Linked DNA regions of Capra hircus: region 2 is linked to region 1. A link is a contact called in public Hi-C data. All regions are on one chromosome and are shown on one strand. The core of a region is the stretch at or near the end of the contact, and the rest is flanking DNA. Distances in the headings are between cores, read along the strand shown. Region 1 holds the start of CBR3 (carbonyl reductase [NADPH] 3). Region 2 overlaps DOPEY2 (protein dopey-2).

Region 1 (6,574 bases), core at 743-3,242:
TCACCTATTTTTACCTCTTTTTGAAATAATTCCTATTGCATAAAAATGTTTTCCTCTCTCTCTCTCCTAGCTTTAAAAAACTCCTTTAAAAGAATTCAAGTCATACAAAACATATTCTCCATCTACAACAGAATTAAGAAATCAGTAACAGCAAGGTATCTGGAAAATCCCCAAGCAGCTGGAAGCTTAAAAAAATACTTCTAAATACCCTTGGTCAAAGAATATATCAAAAAGTAAATTAGAAGTTACCTATTTTATTTTTATTTTTTTGGCTGCACAGCACAGTTTATGGAATCTTAGTTCCCCAACCAGGGATTGAACCTGGGCCCTTGGTAGTGAAAGCACAGAGTCCTAACCACTGGACTGCCAGGAAATTCTAGAATTATTTTAAACTGGTTGAAAGTGAAGGCACAATGTATCAGTGTTTATGGGATGGCACTAACATAGTATTAAAAGGGAAATTAATAACCCTTAATGTCTATATTAGAAAAGAAGAAAGATTTCAAATCCATGATCTCAGCTTCCATAGTTAAGACTCAAAAAACAAAACAAACGAAAAGAAGCACAACACAAACCAACTAGGAAAATGAGCCAATAAAACCCCAAATGAGAAGAGAAGAAATAAACGTTAGAAAAGAAATATAACAAGAAAAAATGGAGAAAAATATCAATGAAATCAAAAGCTTCTTCCTGAAGTAAATGAACAGTTCTAACCAGACAGATCAGGAAAAAAAAAATGAAAGACAGAAATTGCCAATATCAGGAGTGAGAGAAGTGGCATTGCTATGGATATTACAAGGATTAATACAGGCATATTATCAATGACTTCATGACAGTATCAATAACATAGATAAAATATACAAATATTTTGGAAAACGTGAATTAAGCTCTCAAGAAGAAGTAGAAAACCTAAATAGCCTTACATTTTGAAAAGAGAGATCCAAATAATCTTTAGGGGAAAAAAGAAAATAATTGCTGAGCCACAGCAGGTGCCCACCTTCCTGACCTCACTTGTTGATTTGATGAAGAAAGTGCTGTCAAGGTGACAGGCTTGGGTAGCTCAGCCAAGCTGTGCTTGAGAAAAGCTCAGTCATGAAATCACTGCTCTCCATAAATCTGAAAGTCACCAATTGAATGCACTCAGATCACACTAAAAAGAGTGGGTTGAAGAGTCCTAATTACTTGTCCACACTGTGACACACCTTTAGAGATTCATTTTCAGTTAAATTTTGTGGGCACAGAGATTTCACTGGGAGAAATTATATATATACATATATATACAAATGTATATCCTAATTGTTGTTTAGCTGCTAAGCCTTTTTCGACTCTTTGAGAGTCCACGGGACTGTAGCCCGCCGGGCTCCTTTGTCCACGGGATTTCCCAGCAAGAATATTGGAGTGGGTTGCCATTTCCTTCTCCAGGGGAGACACTTAGCACCCACAGGAGTTATGCAAGATGAATAAAAACATTCCGGCAAGACGCTCGGCACACAGTGGGAGTTTCATAAACACTCTCGCCCACTTGGGGGCGCACTGGGATCCCACAGAGCTGGGTACCCGGCCCACACCTGGAAATCTGTTCTTGGGACCTTTTTTCTCTCATTCCCTCTTTTGAGTTTCTCTGAAGCAAGGAATGGGATCGAGGTCTTGAGAAGCAGGTACCGTGTCGAAATCATTTCACTGTATTCAAGAAAAAAGCAAGTATCCTCATTTTGCAGAAGATGACAGGCGCATGCCCAAGAAAATTGTCAACACTTGTTTTTCTCCTTTGGGGTTTCTCCTGCGATAGTTTCTTCATTCAGACTGCGGTAAATCTTCAGACCCTTTCGACTCACCACTGTCTGGTTTATGTTTTAGGGGAAGCCTCTCTCCACCCCCGTAGACCACCGCTTGGCTCAGTTGTGGCTCAGAGGCGGGATCAACAGTGGGCGCCTCGCGGGGAGGGGGCGGACCCGGGAATGGGGCGTTACAAAACATTCAAGAACAGACCGCCCCTCCTAGGAGGGGAGGGATCGAGGACCGGAGGCTCTTTCTCTACAAGTCACAGCGCTGGAGCCTAGAACCCAGTTCTTCCTGGCTTCTCAGACTGTGGACCGGCCTCCGCAGCGCGCGCCGCCGGTGGCCCACGGCCCGGATCGCTCTCCACCCAAGGGCCCCGCGCTCCCTGCACACCGGCCATGTCGTCCTACACCCGCGTGGCGCTGGTCACCGGGGCCAACAAGGGCATCGGCTTTGCCATCGCACGCGACCTGTGCCGGGAGTTCCCGGGGGACGTGGTGCTCACGGCGCGGGACGAGGCGCGGGGTCGGGCGGCCGTGCAGCAGCTGCAGGCGGAGGGCCTGAGCCCTCGTTTCCACCAGTTGGACATCGACGACCTGCAGAGCATCCGCGCCCTGCGCGACTTCCTGCGCAAGGAGTACGGGGGGCTCAACGTGCTGGTCAACAACGCGGGCATTGCCTTCAACAGTAGGTGAAGGGGTGGGTGGGAGGTCTCCGGCTCTCCGAGGGCGCCCCGCGACGAAATGCACGCGCCCCTGCCCCCACACATCCACTGGAGTGATCGGAAAGGGAGCGCCCGCCCCTCGGGATGCGCTCGGCTCTCGCCTCCCACGGCTGGTGCTCGCTTCCCACGGAGTCGCGGGAGCGGTTCGTTTCGCTCGAGAGCAGCCGCGGTGCCGGGCACAGCGTGCCAAGCGTGCCCCGCCTGCCCGCCGGCCTGTGCGGGCCTGTGCGCCACAGTGCGCCACCCGGGACCCTCCCAGAACCGTCAGCTGCTGAGTTTTGCAAGAGTCGGTCTCCGGGGAGGGGACCACGCCCTGCTAAGCTCATCAGCTTTCTAATGCCAGAAACATTTGCTCTGCGAAGGGTCTCCAAGCTCTCTTTGGGCTTTCGCTTTCCCTCAAAGAGCGCATTCATAGACACCAGGAGGCATCTGCTCGGGACAGGAAGTGAGTCTCGGAGACACGGATTAGCGCGCATATGCACGCTAGTGGACTTGGGTCTCTAACGCAGGGCTTTGATAGGCTCTGGCAAAAAGGAAGCGAGTGTGGTTCCCACCCCCAGGGAAGCTCCGCTTGTTATCAAACATAGAAGGTTTGTTCTGGGTTTTTCTTTTTTTAAGGGTGGTTTTAAGCAGCATCCTTCTTTGGAGAGGGGCAGGGAGATGGAAATTACTTGCTCCATGACTCGAATAAGAAAGTTATTGATCTGCCTTGTGCTGCGGGTAGAAAATAAAAGGCTGGCCTCACTTACAACCTAATGGGAAAGAGAAATCTAAGAGGCCGAGCGGAGGAAAAGGAAGCATTGTGAAGCCTAAGTCTTCATCTCCCTCGGCTTTGGGCGTTGGGCCGCCCGGGGCACCCGTTGGGGCAACTCAGGCTGCCGGGCTTTCTGCGCGCTCAGGCGGGGAGTTGGCGGACACCCCCTCGGAGCGCACAGCTGAGGGATGGGTGGACAACACATGGGGGGTACACTGACCTCATCTGGCAATCCTCGCCCCTCAGAGTTTTGACCCTCGACCAGCAGTACCTGCGACTCTGGGAACTGCGGGAATCGCAGAATTGCCAGCCTCAGCCCCACACCTGCTGAACTGTAATCTGCATTTTAGCAGAATCGCCAGGTGCTTCCTCCTATGCCCTTTCAAGATGGGTTTGGCCACTGCTGCTCCAAGTGTGGCTCACAAGCCCGTAGTTGAAGCGTCACCTGGAAACTGAATTAGAAATGCAAATTATGAAGCCCCACCCCGGAACTCCTTAATCCCAAACTCTGGGGGCAGGTCCCAGAAAGCTGTGTTCTAACAGGCCCTGCGGATGCTTCAGATAGAGGCTGGACGTCTGAGAACCATCAGCCTCCTGCTTTTAATTTATGTAAACATCTTTGGCTGGGCTGAGTCTCCGTTGTTGTGCCGGCTTTTCTCTAGTTGTGGCGTGCAGGCTTCTCATTGCAGTGGCTTCTCTCGTCGCAGAGCAAGGGCTTTAGGGTGCTCGGGCTTCAGTAGTTGTAGCATGGGGGCTCAGTAGTTGCGGCTCCAGGGCCCTAGGGCACAGGCTCAATGGTTTTGGCCCTCTGGCTTAGCTGCTCTGCAGCACGTGGGATCTTCCCGGATCAGGGATGGAACACATGTCCCCTGCATTGGCAGGCAGATTCTTTACCACTGAGGCACCAGGGGAGCCCTTGAAATTGTTTTACAGTTACCTTGCTTTGCTTTTAATCAGAGATAAGATCCACTTTGTCTTGAGAATTTCAGGGGGGAAATGTGTGACTTTGTTTCCGTCTCTTTTTGAAAAGCTGATGATCCAACACCATTTGACATTCAAGCTGAGATGACGCTGAAGACAAACTTCTTTGCCACGAGAAACGTCTGCACCGAATTACTGCCGATAGTCAAACCTCATGGTGAGTCCAGCTTTGCTGACCGTCAGGTTGTCTCCCTCAGCAAGGAGTGAGCCACAGGGACCTGTCCCCCAGGAGTCTTCCGGGCAGCTACTTCTCCGTAGGGGAAAAAAATAGAAAGCTGCATTATCTTCTCACAGTACCTGGCTTCTCATCTGAACATTTCAGCTTTATTGAAGGACAGGTACTTTGCTGTTCAGTCGCCAAGTTGTGTCCGACTCTTCGAGACTCCATGGACTGCAGACTGCTAGGCTTCCGTGTCCCTCACCATCTCCCGGAGTTTGACCAAGTTCATGCCCACTGAATCAGTAATGCCATCCAACCATCTCATCCCACACCAAATTTATGGAAGACTTATTTCACTTTTCTCCCTAACTTGTGTGTTGGTAGGCATGAATTCCCTTAGCTGTGTATAGATACGTGCATGTTTAGATACCCGATTCATTGAGGAGACAGGGACGACAGAGGATTAGATGGTTGGATGGCATCACTGGCACAATGGACTTGAGTTTGAGTAAGCTCTGGGAGTTGGTGATGAACAGGGAAGCCTGGCGTCCTGCAGCCCATGGGGTCACAAAGAGTCAGACACAACTGAGCAACTGAACTGAAGGAAGAAGAGGGGATCTAAATGTACCAGTTTGCAAATGGCTACCCAGTTGTCTCATCACCATTTATTAAAGGCTCAACTCCCATCTCCTGCAAAACAACAATAAAAGATAAGTATGATACACAGCAATCTTGGGTCCCAAGTCATTAACTCAACCCTAGAAGGAGAAGGTGTTGCAACTCTCATAAGGCATCTTGCCTTTGAGCAACCTCAGTGAGTCCTTCTCAACTCCCCAAGGTGACCAGTCCTCACCCAGCTCACCTGGGGCTTGGGGAAAGGGCCTGTTCTTGCATGATTATGAATTTGTCCGTATTCTTTTCTTCTTGTACCAACCTTTGCCAAGCTGATTCAGAACATCCAGAGGAAACTTTTCTTTATTAGGAAATATCTTACCCACACCTTCACGTATTCACTAAATAACATTTATTACTATTTCCACAAGCATGTATTGAGCACCTGCCATAACCTAGGCATTACTCTGGTGCCGGGGTTACAGTGGTGAACATTGTGGGCACAGACAGTCCTATTCATGGAGCACGGAGTCCAGTCGGGGGGACTCACTGACAAAGAACACTAACTGTAAATTACAATTGTGCTGTGACTTGGGGACAGAAGGCTGGCTTCCCTGAGGACTTTCTTTCCAAGAAATCAATCATGTTTCTTAGGAAAAGAAGAGCTCTGTAGTTTTTTTCTTGGAAATGTGCTTTTCTTAACTGAACATTTTGAATAAAGATGATCTCCGGTGCAGATATTTAAATCTAAAAAGATACATGGTAAGAGGTCCACCCGCCTGCCCATCTCCAGCTTCCACAAGTAATTCTCTTTACTGGTTTCTTTAGTGGGATGGGCTCATAGAAAGCTCACAGGTAAGAGTTGCAGGCACCAGTTGAAGGAAGCTTTGGGGCCGGAGGCATGGAGTTGGTGAGTGCCCAGGGCCAGGGGGATGGAGTTTTTATACTTTTATTGATTGATCGATCGATTTTTGGCTGCGCTGGCTGTTGCTTGGGCTTTTCTGTAGTCACATTGAGGAGAGGCTATTCTTCATTGCGGTGTGCAGCCTTCTCCTTGCAGTGACGTCTCTTGTTGTGGATTCTAGGGCAAGAGCTTCAACAGTTGTTGTTCCTGGGCTCTGGAGCACAGGCTCAGTATTTGTGGCAATGCGCTTTGTTGTTCCAAGGCACGTGGGATCTGCCCAGACCAGGGATCGAACCGGTGTCTCCTGCATTGGCAGGCAGATTCTATGTCACTGAGCCAGCAGGGAAAGCCTGGGGATGACGTGTTTAAAGGCAAATCTAGGGAATTCCCTGGTGGTCCAGTGGCTAAGACTGCTCTCACTGCCAAGGGCCAGGATTCAATCTCTGGTGGGGAACCAAGATCCCACAGCTGTGGGACATGGCCAAAAATAAAATTAAATAAACGCAAGCATTTGTTTATTTTCTAAGTAAAATTAAATGTATATAAATTTTTGCCCCCCCCTTTAAAACAAAAAGACATTATGTTTGCCACCTGGCTTTCTTCACTTACTGTATCTGGGACTCATTCTGGGTCAGGACAGAAAGCTTTTTTAATCTTTTT
Region 2 (6,554 bases), core at 3,474-5,973, 60 kb after region 1:
GAATTGAGTCAGACTCCCCCCCAACCCCCCACTCCCAGCAGATACTCTGCAGAGGGTCTGAGGGTGGGGCGGTCACGATGTCCGAGCCGGTGGAAACTGCTGAGGGGTGAGTGAGTGAGTGCATTGGGGCTGCTGAGTCATGGGTTTCGTGGAGGCGGGGACAGTTCCTGGTCTCTGCTTGTCAGTGAACCATAAGGCAATGGAGATTTTGGCCGGCGTTAGGTCTCGTTATTCACCCTGCCTTTCTAATAACCCTTTGATGTCCACAAACCACTCCTGCCCAGGATCCCTCTTGTAAAGTGCACAGGAAGTGCCCACGTGGCTTGCTGTGAGTTGCTGTACGAGGAAGACAGGATTCGTGGTTGGGGGTGGATACTAAACCCCTGCTCTGAGGAGATGGAAGAGAAGTGGGAAGTTTTCAATGGTTGGAAAGCAGGCAAAACCCGGCTCCCCAGACATGACCCTTGAACTCAGTGGTTCTCAGCCTAGGGTGGCTCAGGCCCCCTGGGGTACCCTTGGCAGTACCTGAGTACATTTTTTGGGTGTTACACCAGGGTGGGGCAGGTGCTACTGGCATCTAGTGGGTAGAGGTGAGGGGTGTGCCTGAACATCCCAGGATGCACACGATTGCCCCCACTGCAAAGGAAGGCCCAGCCCCAGGGGTCCAGGTGGTACAGGGTGAGAAACCCTGATTTAAATGAGAGTGGGCGAATCTTCATTGGCCCCTCTTCTGGCCAAGGCCAGCACCACGCTGATGAAGCCCTGCTGGTCCTAGAGTTTTCTCCCCCTTGATCATTCGCTAAGTCGCGTTCAACTTTTTCAACTCCAACCCCACAAACTGCAGCACACCAGGCCTTCCTGTCCCTCACTATCTTCCAGAGTTGGCCCAAGTTTACATCCGTTGAATCGGTGATGCCATCCAATCATCTCATCCTCTGCTGCCCTCTTCTCTTCGCCCTTCAGTCTTTCCCAGCATCAGGGTCTTTTTCAGTGAGCCAGCTGTTCGCATCAGGTGGCCAAAGTGTTGCAGCTTCAATGTCAGCATCAGTCCTTCCACTGAGTATTCAGGGTTGATTTTCCCCTTCTCCCGTGTTTACTTGATGTGATGTTGCAGGGCGCTGTTGTTATTGCCCTGCTGGTTCAGATGGTCACAGCCCCAGGCTGTTTGGTCTCATGATAGTTCAGCTTCCACGAGGGTCCATTCAGCAAGTGACCACGTGGCCAGAGTCAGGAAGTGCCCAGGGCCCACGGCACACAGCCCGCCTTCCTCACTGGCTGTCAGCTGGGTAGAAGAGTGTGTGGCAATTTCGTAGGAATGAGCTTGTGTTCACGGAGGACAGGAAGCAGCAGCTAAGGTGACTGAGGAAGGGGTTAGGGGATGGTGTATGTGTTTGGTTTTATTAACTGTCTATTTTAAATACAGAAGATTTCCATTCTGGATGCTAAACTGTGCACACTTATTTTGGAACTTCACAGTTAAGGTGATAAGTGAATAATTCTTTAGTAGACAGTTAATTAGCCTTCCCCCTCGCCCCCCCCCCCCCCGAAAGCTCAGTTAGTAAAGAATCCACCCGAAATGCAGGAGACTCCGGTTCGATATGTGGGTTGGGAAGATCTGCTGGAGAAGGGATAGGCTGCCCACTCCAGTATTCTTGGGCTTCCTCTGTGGCTCAGCTGGTAAAGAATCTGCCTGCAATGTGGGAGACCTGGGTTTGATCCCTGGGTCGGGAAGATCCCCTGGAGAAGGAAAAGGCTACCCACTCCAGTATTCTGGCCTGGAGAATTCCATGGATACAGTCCATGGGGTCGCAAAGAGTCGGACACGACTGAGTGACTTTGACTTCAGCTTTTAACCCCAGTTATCGTGCTCTTTACTTTGCTCTCCATAGAAGTTTTGTTTAGTTGCTCAGTCATGTCTAACACTTTTATGACACCATGGACTGTAGCCCTCTAGCCTCCTGTCCATGGGATTCTCCAGGCAAGAATACTGGAGTGGGTTGTCATTCCCTTCTCCAGGGGATCTTCCTGACCCAGGGATCAAATCTGCCTCTCCTGCATTGGCAGGCAGATTCTTTACCACTAGCACCACCTAGGAAACCCCCCTCCACGGCAGAGTCCTTTCATAATTGCTTGTTTTTCTAACCTGTAACATTATTTCAATTTTTAATATCCATTCATTTTTAAGGTAAAATTTTTATTTTTATATTAAACTGCTGCTTTAATGTGAAAGTCATTCAGTCTTGTCTGACTCTTTGCGAGCCCATAGACTGTACAGTCCATGGGATTGTCCAGGCCAGAATACTGGAGTGGGTAGCCTTTCCCTTCTCTGGGGGATCTTCCCAACCCAGGGATTGAACCCAGGTCTCCCGCATTGCAGGTGGGTTCTTTACCAGCTGAGCCACAAGGGAAGCCCGTTTAATAAAGAAAACTGGGCAGTGTTCTCTGAATGTTGAAGACGGGATAGTGTAAGTGGCATTCCCCAGGCTCTCAGACGGTGGAACCCCCTCTATGGTGGCCACTGTTCCCTGAAACATGCTTTGGGGATACGCTTTTGTAAGCAAGGGGCAGGAGACAGCAGTGTCCATGCTGTAGTGTTTGTGATGGGTTTTAGCTTGGCGTTGGTCTTGTGTGATAGGGACCCTGGAGAGCTCTCCAGGGGCTTCCTGGATTAATCTGCTGCTGTGGGAATCTCTTCCTAGCTCAGGACCATCCTGTGTGTCCACTGTGTCCACAGGGACCCATCTGCCCAGCTTACCGCAACTGCAGCTGCTGAATGGTGCTTCTACCCCAAACTAGCGCTTTTGGTGGTTTTCAGAGCTCAGCAGAGAGAAGCTGTATTAGTTGGCTCAGCCCTGACAGAAGGCTGATCAATACCTTTAGCCACTAAACCATTCTGTGTCCTTCTAAGCATTTGGCTGTTACTGATGCTTCTTCATGTTTTTTCCTCTGCGTCATTTGCTACGGGTATGTTATGAGTCGAAAAGGTTCATGCTAGGGTTAAGGAAAACAGAATTAATTTTTGATGTTGAAAGGTAGTAGACTTTTTTTGTACGAAATGTTTAAATATATACTGGGCAAGCTGAACTTGGGCAAACTCCGGGAGATGGTGAGGGACAGGGAGGCCTGGTGTGCTGCGGTCAGTGGGGTCACAAAGAGTCGGACGTGACTTAGCGGCTGAACAACCAGAGCAAGCTGCACGCAGCGTGGGTCACAGTGAAGTGGAGAGAGTGGCATTCATCTGACAGTCTTCTGGAGGGCCAGCTGCATGTCATACGCCCATCTGGGCACTGGGGATGGTCAGCTAGGAGAACAGACCCATGATGAGTGTATATTCAAGAGACGCTCGCGTAGTTTCACCCCTTTTCTCCGCCACGGCTGAGAGATGACATGCACAGGGCTTTCATTCGTCCCAGGCTCCACTGCCAAGAAGTAGACACAGGATTGTTGATTCCAGAACGCCACTGCTTTATTCTGGGCTTGTCGTCCTGTCTTTTTCCCACCCCACCCCCCGCCGTGGTCGATGCAAATAGGAAGCATATGAAAGATGGACTCATTTTAGATTTCAAGTCAGACCCCCTCCTGAAGTGAAATCCCTTCGTGGGAGCTGCCTCCGCGGTAATAAGTGCCGTCACCGGGCCCACAAGCTGTGTTTTCACAGTTGGTGGGAAAGGGCCCCGCTAGACGCAGATACTCCCCAAGCGGAGAGGGGCCTGCCTCGGTCTGTGTCGGTGGAAAAACAAGCTCACGCCCCCCAATGCTGCTGCTGTCCGAGGAGGTCCATCCAAGTGCTGATGCGATGTCACGGCATCCCAGGTAAAGATGAGACCTGGATCCAGGCAGGTGGTCCACAGGAGTGCTTCCTGCTGTGGCAGTCGAGGTGTGGAGGTGCTGGGGGCAGAGTGTCGGGAAACGGCCCCAGACCTTCTAGACTGTGCCATGGGGTGGGAGGCCCAGGCAACACCTGTCCCCAGTATTTCTGAAGCCCAGTGTCAGGGGCTCAGGTCAGGGATGTCTTTATCACTGAGTGAGTGACAGTCCCTAAGTCGTGTCCGACTCTTTGTGACCCCATGGACTGTAGCCCGCCAGGCTCTTGTGTCGATGGGATTCTCCAGGCAGGACTACTGGAGTGGTTTCCCATTTCCTTCTCCAGGGGATCTTCCCCACCCAGGGATTAAACACAAGTCTCCTGCATTGCAGCCGGATTCTTTACCATCTGAGCCACTACGGAAGTCTTTATCATTACTTTGATCTTTAATCAGTCGTGTCAGCCTTTTGCTTTTTCCGCACATTAATGACTCCTCGTGCTTTTATACAGGGAAGCCGATCTGCTCATCTCCTTGGGGCAGTGGGCCCACCTCCCACAAGCACAGTGACATCTGTGGTGAGGCCAGAGGTGGAGACGGATCTCTGTGCCCCGAGGGGGACACAACCGGTCAGACGCTGCCCCTCAGCTAAGACGTGGCCCGTCTCGGTGACACGTTTGTCCTAGAAAATTCAGTTTTCAGTGCCAGCTGGCGGATGGACAGACAGACACCGAAGGGGCAGACGGCGGCGGCTCAGAATGAGGGAGGTGGTGTTTCCCTGGCCTGCGGGGATCGCCCTGACGCTGTGCTCTCCCGTCCTAGGACGGACGCGCTGCTCCTGAGGCTGTCCCTGGTGGTCGGCAGGGAGGTCTTCTACGCTGCCCTCTGGGGGAGTATCCTGGCCAGCCCGTCCATCCGGCTGCCCGCCTCGCTCTTCGTGGTGGGCCACATCAACCGGGGCGCGCCCGGCCGGGAGCAGAAGTACATGCTGGGGACTGACTACCAGCTCACGGTGGGTGCCCCGGGCCTGGTGGGGGGCGGGGCTGGGGTGGAGTGAGGGCGGGTGGGCACAGCAGGATGTGGAGGTGTTTGGAGAGACTGAGCAGGTGAGGAGGCGGCATCGCTGTGCAGCCCACATGGGGACGTGGTCGTGGTCTCTGACACCTGCATCACGCGTGTGTTCACACGTGCTACTCACACCTGAGCAGGGCCCTTCAGCAATACAGGTGGCTCCTGAGAGCCCTCAGCTGGGGGTTTGCTGTTGAGTCGCAGCCGTGTTTTCAGCCCCCGCCCCCGCTACCTCCATCACACTGACCACTGACCACCGCCCGCAAATAGGCTCCCACCTCCGGCTCCTGCCATCCTCCTGTGTGCCCTCCTCTCCCTCTGGCTGCTCACACACCTAGGTTGTCCAGGTTCCTCAGGGGTCTGTCCCCAGGCCTTCTTCCCTGGAGGTGACCTGCCTTCTCATGACCTTGAAAACTGGGAATTTCTCAGATCTGTTGTCTTTTTCTCCCCAAACTTCTCCAGTTCTCCAGGCCAGAATACTGCAGTGGGTAGCCTTTCCCTTCTCCAGGGGATCTCCCAACCAAGGGATGGAACCCAGATCTCCCAAATGGCAGATGGAGCCACCAGGGAAGCCCAAGAATTGTGGAGTGGGTAGCTGATCCCTTCTCCAGGGATCTTCTCGACCCAGGAATGGAACTGGGGTCTCTTGCCTTGCAGGCAGATTCTTTACCAACTGAGCTATCAGGGGAACACTCCCAAACTTCAGTTCAGTTCAGTTCAGTCGTTCAGTTGTGTCCGACTCTTTGAGACCCCATGGACTGCAGCACGTCAGGCTCCCCTGTCCATGACCAACTCCCAGAGCTTGCTCAAACTCATGTCCATCGAGTTAGTGATGCCAGCCAACCATCTAATTCTCTGTCATCCCCTTCTCCTCCAGCCTTCAATCTTTCCCAGCATCAGGGTCTTTTCCAGTGAGTCAGTCAGTTCTTCGCATCAGGTGGCCAAAGTATTGGAGTTTCAGCTTCAGCGTCAGTCCTTGCAATGAATATTCAGATCTGATTTCCTTTAGGATGGACTGATTGGATCTCCCTGAAGTCCAAGGGACTCTCAAGAGTCTTCTCTAATACCACAGTTCAAAAACATCAATTTCCGCTCTGAGTCAAATCAGTTCTCCCAAACTTAAGGCTTGTTTGATGGCTTGCAGTCTATCGCCACCTAGTGGTGGATCTTGCTTCAAACTGAAAACGTTCAAAGCTGATTTCATCGTTAAGAAAGTGGGCAGCGATTCCTTACCCCGCTGAATCCATTCCTCTTTGCACCGTGGAAGTAATAGATCTCCAAGGAAAAGAGTGATGAAGGGACGTCGTCCAGTGCTTAGGACAGAGGAGACCCTCACAGACACACTCCCTCCTCTGCCCCGTCAGCACCGCTGCGTCTCTTCCTCTGTTTTCACCTCCCTGCTTCGTCTCCTTCGGTCTTGTTCCCGGACCACCATGTAATTTTCTAACTGATTTCTCCCCATCTCTTCCCTCTCCCATCCAGTGCTTTTTTGGTTGCTGTGAGACTTCACTTGCTGAAGCATAACATTGCTTAGATCTTTTCTGTGCTTGAAAAATTACCTGCTGCCAGCAAATAAAGTCCATCCTCAGGAGTGCCCTGGTGGTCTGCTCCCAGTCGCCCAGAGGCCTGACTCTTTCCTCCTGGCCATCTGCGCTCCCAGAGCTCGCCGCCCCTCCTGGCCTG

Evidence for each region. Hi-C and Micro-C count contacts between places; a contact is called where the count stands out from the background.
Region 2: a contact with region 1 is called in a Hi-C map of blood, with 3 times the contacts expected there. The contact joins the enhancer-like site here to the promoter of CBR3 in region 1. A contact is called at or near these places in 4 of 5 Hi-C or Micro-C datasets (blood and liver).

What each region holds. Positions count from the first base shown.
Region 1 is chr1:148,320,922-148,327,495 of ARS1.2, forward strand. CBR3 (carbonyl reductase [NADPH] 3) reads left to right here and starts at 1,993. Exons shown (of 3, transcript XM_018052701.1): 1 at 1,993-2,466; 2 at 4,288-4,395. The coding sequence starts at 2,178.
Region 2 is chr1:148,378,073-148,384,626 of ARS1.2, forward strand. It overlaps DOPEY2 (protein dopey-2), which reads left to right. Exons shown (of 37, transcript XM_018052737.1): 5 at 4,626-4,815. Among named protein-coding and RNA genes, the nearest start is that of DOPEY2, 41 kb to the left of the region's middle. Within about 2 kb of position 4,724, at least 1 of the 5 cell types and tissues checked has an H3K27ac peak or open chromatin away from gene starts, as enhancers often do.